Regions from separate parts of the Mus musculus genome. Here region 2 is linked to region 1. Evidence: chromatin contacts called from public Hi-C data. All regions are on one chromosome and are shown on one strand. Each heading gives the region's core, a stretch centred on a gene start, on an enhancer-like site or on the middle of the called end of the contact. The rest is flanking DNA. Distances are from core to core; before and after follow the strand shown. Region 1 has its middle 110 kb from the start of Ccng1. Region 2 has its middle 46 kb from the start of Gm12146.

What was found. A called contact is a pair of places that touch in the nucleus more often than the background predicts.
Region 2: a Hi-C map of cortical neurons shows a contact between it and region 1, with 3 times the contacts expected there. The contact joins two enhancer-like sites. A contact is called at or near these places in 5 of 39 promoter capture datasets (cranial neural crest, frontonasal cranial neural crest, hippocampal neurons and 2 more), 4 of 484 Hi-C or Micro-C datasets (cerebellum, cerebral cortex, cortical neurons and 1 more) and 1 of 115 datasets of contacts at active chromatin or transcription factors (astrocytes).

What each region holds. Positions count from the first base shown.
Region 1 is chr11:40,864,195-40,866,960 of GRCm38.p6, reverse strand. No RefSeq gene overlaps it. Among named protein-coding and RNA genes, the nearest start is that of Ccng1, 110 kb to the right of the region's middle. Within about 2 kb of position 1,375, at least 10 of the 459 cell types and tissues checked have an H3K27ac peak or open chromatin away from gene starts, as enhancers often do. A contact at or near this core is called in cortical neurons, where this site is marked.
Region 2 is chr11:43,269,107-43,271,806 of GRCm38.p6, reverse strand. No RefSeq gene overlaps it. Among named protein-coding and RNA genes, the nearest start is that of Gm12146, 46 kb to the right of the region's middle. Within about 2 kb of position 1,361, at least 34 of the 459 cell types and tissues checked have an H3K27ac peak or open chromatin away from gene starts, as enhancers often do. A contact at or near this core is called in cortical neurons, where this site is marked.

The sequences.
Region 1 (2,766 bases), core at 126-2,625:
AGTCTTTTCTGCCTGCTAAGTCAGTAAACTTCAAAAGCAGGGGCAAAAGGAATTCTGCCAACTCCAGGACATCCTAGTCTATGTAGCAAGATCCAGGTCAGCCAAGGTTCCTTACTAAGACCCCATCTCAAAAATGAAAAAGAAAGAAAAGCAAGAAAATGAATTCTAGAGTAGTATGAAATGACCTCAGTTGCTAAGTCCAGCCAGGTGACAGTATTCCATTTCACAAAAGCAACGGGAAGGCCCACCCGAGCTGCCAATGAACTAATGAGTGGCTTTCTCACCAGGAACAAGGCTGAAATGGCTGCCATCTAACCACTAATAGATCACAGAGCGGAAGGGATGTGAAATACACAGTGCAAACCCTCGCGTACACCTCGAGGTGTCGGGAATGTCATGTGTGGTAGTAGGCTAGCCATAGTTGCTGAGAATGACCTCTAGTCTGTAGAAGCAGAGCTGCCCAGACCTGGAAAGACCTGAGGATTATCTTCTCCAGTTCTAGCTGAAGTCTGGGGAGACGGGATGACCTGCCCCAGCTCTAGGAGGGATGCTGAGCCGGATGGTGTTTCACCAGATTGCTAACCTGAAGAAACAAGCCACCAGTGCCCTTGAACACGCAAAACCCGTGCTGACTCAAGAATCCTATTTGGAGGATTGCTGAGTGTGAGCTGCCTCTTGTCAGGAGGCCCAGATGACAACGCCAAAATCTGAAAATAGTAGTTTTCAACTCTGCACAAACCACTGACAGAGCAGAAGTTGGACAAAGACCACTATGGAGTTAAACTTCTGTTGCCCAGCTTCCTCCAAACTATCTTTTTATCTTAACTTTCAAGGCCAAAAAAAAAAAAAAAAGAAAAAAAAAAGAAATTCTGCTTTAATCTCCAGAAGTAGTAATAAAACTCATTTTAAAGCTATTATATCTTTCCAGAAGATTCTAGAATTCCCCATCCCTAGAAATGCATGCAAAAATCATTTCACAAAACACTTGGTGTTGTTCCTAATAAAAACAGTACCACACTTGAGTTGGTGGGGCTCCAATTAAGCAAGCTATGTTCTTCTACTGCCCCCATCTGGCAGATGTTGGTAAAAGACAGACTGCATGGTCTGTGTTTTAAGAATCTGCTCTAGTAAAATCTCTCCGGTCCTCATAATTCCTTCTCTCAAACCTTGTAGATGCACAGTTGTAGGGGTAGCTTCTTTGCCAGAAACTTCTACTTATGATGAGTAACCCACGAACAGTTCCAGGATTCTGGAAAGATGATAAACAAGAAAACTGCATTTTCAAATGTATTTTCATCTAGCAAGAACTTGAAGGAAGAAACAGAGCTTTCTCCTTGTCTTGTAAGAATAGATAGTATGGGGCTGGGCAGATGGCACTCCTGATACTCCAGCACTAGAGAGACAGGGACAGAGGCTTCACTGCAAGTAAGCTCAGCCTAGTCTATATAGCAAGTTCCAGATTAGTCAGAATTACTTCGCAAGCCAGACCCTATCTCAAAACACAAAGAGCAAGCAAAGGGAGCGTCAAACAGAGCAATTCTCATCTGATGAATCCAGCCAAATCACAGAGTCCAGGAAGTGGGATACAAGCTGCACCAATGTGCACCTGAGCTGCCATCCTGGTAAGGCATCAGAAAGGAAAGATCAGGGTCTACAGCAATTGTGTGCAGAGTACAACTGGCCTCCGATATCTTGTGCTTCTTGGAAACGGCTTGAGGGCTGACTTGGAGCAGTGTAATATGTCTCTATCCAGGTATCTGTCAGTTCTGATAAGATGCTCTATGCCACAGTAACAATCCATAAAATCTCAGTGTCATAATCCAGGAGAAGTTTATCACACAAATCCACACGGCCAAAGCTCCAAGTGTTTATCACGCTATAATGCACTTGTCTTTTTTCATGACAGACTATAAGCTATTTGGAAGTAGAAACTGGGTTTAGCTCTGTACTGTATCTCTGACATTTAACTCCTGAAGCACATGTGCTCTGAGAATATCAGTCGAACAAGAGTGTGAAACGAGAGTTGAGGAACTGACAAAAGGCAGATCCATAAGGACATCTTTACCAGGAGCTTTGCCACTCCCTTCTGCATCTTCAGATCTTAAGTGGGGATGGCGAATCCAGTGACAATTCTATACTCCAAAAGCATTCATTGGCTTCCCTCAGCCTGTGATATAGGATCATATACCCGGGTAGGCAAATGTGAATTAACGAGGAAGGCTGCCAAGTAGGTATCCATAGCAGCCAGAAGAATACTTGTCCTAGAGGCGAGACTGATAGATCTGAACACACTCCACATCAGCCCATACAGACAAGACTGCTTGGGAGCTACTGGAGAAAATTACACTGTGGCAAAGGAACAGATGTCAAAAGGGAATAGAGTCAAGACCTTGTAAATATGTCAGTGATTTCTTTTAATGGGGGTAAAATATTCCATCTGGAATTGTAAAAGGAAATGAAAGTGAACAGACAACAGAGTCAGAGACAGCTCCAGCTCCTGTTGTTAGGAATCCCACATGAAGACCCCACTGTACAGCTGTTACACATGGTAGAGGGCCTAAGTCAGTCCCATGCATGTTCTCTGGTGGACAGTTCAGTTTCTGGGCCCCTATGGGCTCAGGTTAGTTGATTCTGTAGGTTTTCTTGTGGTGTCCTTGATCCCTCTGGCTCCTTCAATCGTTTCGTCACCCTTGCACAAGATTCCCCAAGCTCGGCCTCATGTTTTGGCCGTTGATCTGCGTCTGTTTCCATCACAGACTGAACTTG
Region 2 (2,700 bases), core at 112-2,611, 2.4 Mb before region 1:
TCTTGCTAGTGTATCTTCTAGGCAATGTTGTTCCATTTGCTGTCACTTTTCACCTTTTCCCTACTTCCTCAATCCCTCCCCTCTCACAGGGAGCCAGGTTGACCTCATAAGCTGCAACTTCTCCACGTTGACTTTCCTCTTTGCTGTCTAAGGTTCTAATGATTTACTAACTCATTTCCAGACTTTTCTCTTTGTCACTGTCTTCAATATTTCCTTTGTTGGCTTGGATTCATTCTGTAGCAGAGTCATATGGGGGACACTTCTATTCAGCCATCTGGGTGTTTCTCCTCCAGCCTGTCAGCCTCCTGGATCTGTCAGCCTGGACCAAGAGACCTTGATCTGGCCAAGAAAATCTGCCATAGATTATTGCTGGCATGTCTTGTTTTCTTATCATCCATACCCTCCATACATTTCCATACCCACCTACGCCACCTCTAGATGATCTCTCTGCTGGGATTTCCTGATCATCTCCTGCTTCTGGCTCACTCTAGTATCTCTTAGACCTCTCAAGATAAACCCCAGTAGCTGATTTAATGTAAGCATGGTAGCTTTCTTTTGCCTTCCAGGTTTTTAGCACTTCACCAGTTTCACAACTAGAACAGATTTTAGAGACCAGCTCTCAGTTTCTAACATTTGTGACCCACAGAGTAAAATGGAGAAGATACCTATATAATGTCAGACCTAGAATATGAAGCTGTAGGATAAGAGCCAATTAGGGTAATGTGAGATGGGAATCCAATCCTCTATTTGGATTGCGTCTTCCCAGTGGTTTTGAGGAATACAGTTTAGCATTCCAACTGATTTGTTAACTCTTTTTTTTGGGGGGGATGAACAGAATCTTGAAGGAGATAGAGTAATTTGTTCAAGGTCACCCAGTGGATTAGTTCAGAATTTGAATCAAGGCTTTCTTAGCTTTACCACTTTCTGTAGATCCACAAATAAGACAGACTACAGGGGACTTTCAAGGGAATGATCAAAGAGTGTCTACCTCCTATTAACCCATCATCCCTTCAAAGTCTCACAGTCCGTCAATAGGTCCCTATGAAAATCATCAATATCATTTCCTCTTGAAACGTCTCCCTCCTGCCCTGATATAAATGCATTGCTGGCTTGTTAATTTTAGTTGGAAAATCGGAGACCTAGTGACAACCACTACTGCACAGGGCTCCTCTGCTGTTCAATAAATGCTAATAAACGGCAATCTGCAGTCTTAACAATTGCTTCTGCCTGAACCCAGATGCAAGGGCAAAGATTACTTTGGTCTGAATTGGATTTGAAAAGGCTGAAGGAACAGGCTTTGAGTGCGCAGTGGAAATGCCAGTTGAATATTAATTACTGCTGCGCTGCCGGATTGTGGAAGGGTGTAGTGGTTCAGCGCAGAGACAAGAGGGACTAGCAAAAGCCTTCAGAATGCTTGTGCTTGTGGAATCCAAGAGCGTGGCTTCAAACAGAGGCTTGGGAGCCTGGGGGTGGCTTTTTCTACAGCTCTCCCAGTGTTCCGAGAGCACTTCTGCTCTTGCAATTTGCTCATTTTATTTACTCTTCAGAATCATCATAGTGACTCAGCCAGGAGCTGTCTTACGGGCAGGTTTTAATTAGTGGCCTGGGAATTCAAAAAGTAGCAGGGAGGTACATAGGGGTTCCAGAAGCTACTTGCCCCACTAATTATTTCGAACACTCCAAGAATGGAATACTCATGCCTCTAGTGATTCCCAACACACAGTTACGACCAGCCTGCCTTACACAGTTATCCCCCTGACCCCAGCATTAGTCGTGTGTCGCATGTGAAGGATAGAGATTTGCTTATGAACATACTGAGGTGATTTCCATATATTCCCACCCCTAGCAATCTTTTAAATTATGGATACTAAATTATGTCCTACAGATTTAGCTGACCAATAGACACATGACTAATTGTTTCTTTCCATTTGAAATGTGAGCCTCCTGGTGGGCTGTATGTTTTGGTGCAATTATATCAGCCCCAGGCCAGAGCTGGGCCATTTTAGCCACCTGAAGAGTGTGCTAATTGTCCTGAAGTATACTGCCTGATGTGTGTCTCATTGCTGTAGTGGTTTTAATGGGAATTTCTAATTAAAAATAAGAAGAGAGTCAGGGTTGGATGCCTTCCTCCTGCATTACAGTTCAGGCAGAGCCCCCTTGAGCATGCTCATGTGATCAAGCCCATGAGGGGAGGCAGCTAGGGCAGAGACTAGCGTGTGTCTGGTTTGTCTAGTAGGTACAGCTCAGGCTGTTGGAGCTCTCATTAGATCTGGGCCAATGTCAACATGTCTTCCCTCATGCCACTTCTCCCAGGCTCTGTGTCAGTGTGTGGAGTGTGTGCCAGTGGGGACTCTGGGAAGAAACAAGGCAGGGATTTTAATCAGCTGGAGTTTCAGGCTGACATCTGGAAGGAGTTCATGACATAAGATTGTTCTAGAAAATCATAGTCACACCCCACTGCTTCCAAAAGACCAGGTTCCCTGGTGATTCAGTAAGTGGTCCAAGAGTCTTATCAGATGAGAATATCAGCTCTGTCCTTATTAACAGTACATTCTTGGAAAAGCCACTTAACTCTTTTGAGCCTTGGCATACTTCCTTATAAAGTGAGGATAACTAACAATAGAAACTCTGATGGCATATTGGTGGACATTTGCTTAAGACATTTTTGTATTGTACATGGTGAGTCACATTTCCTCCCCA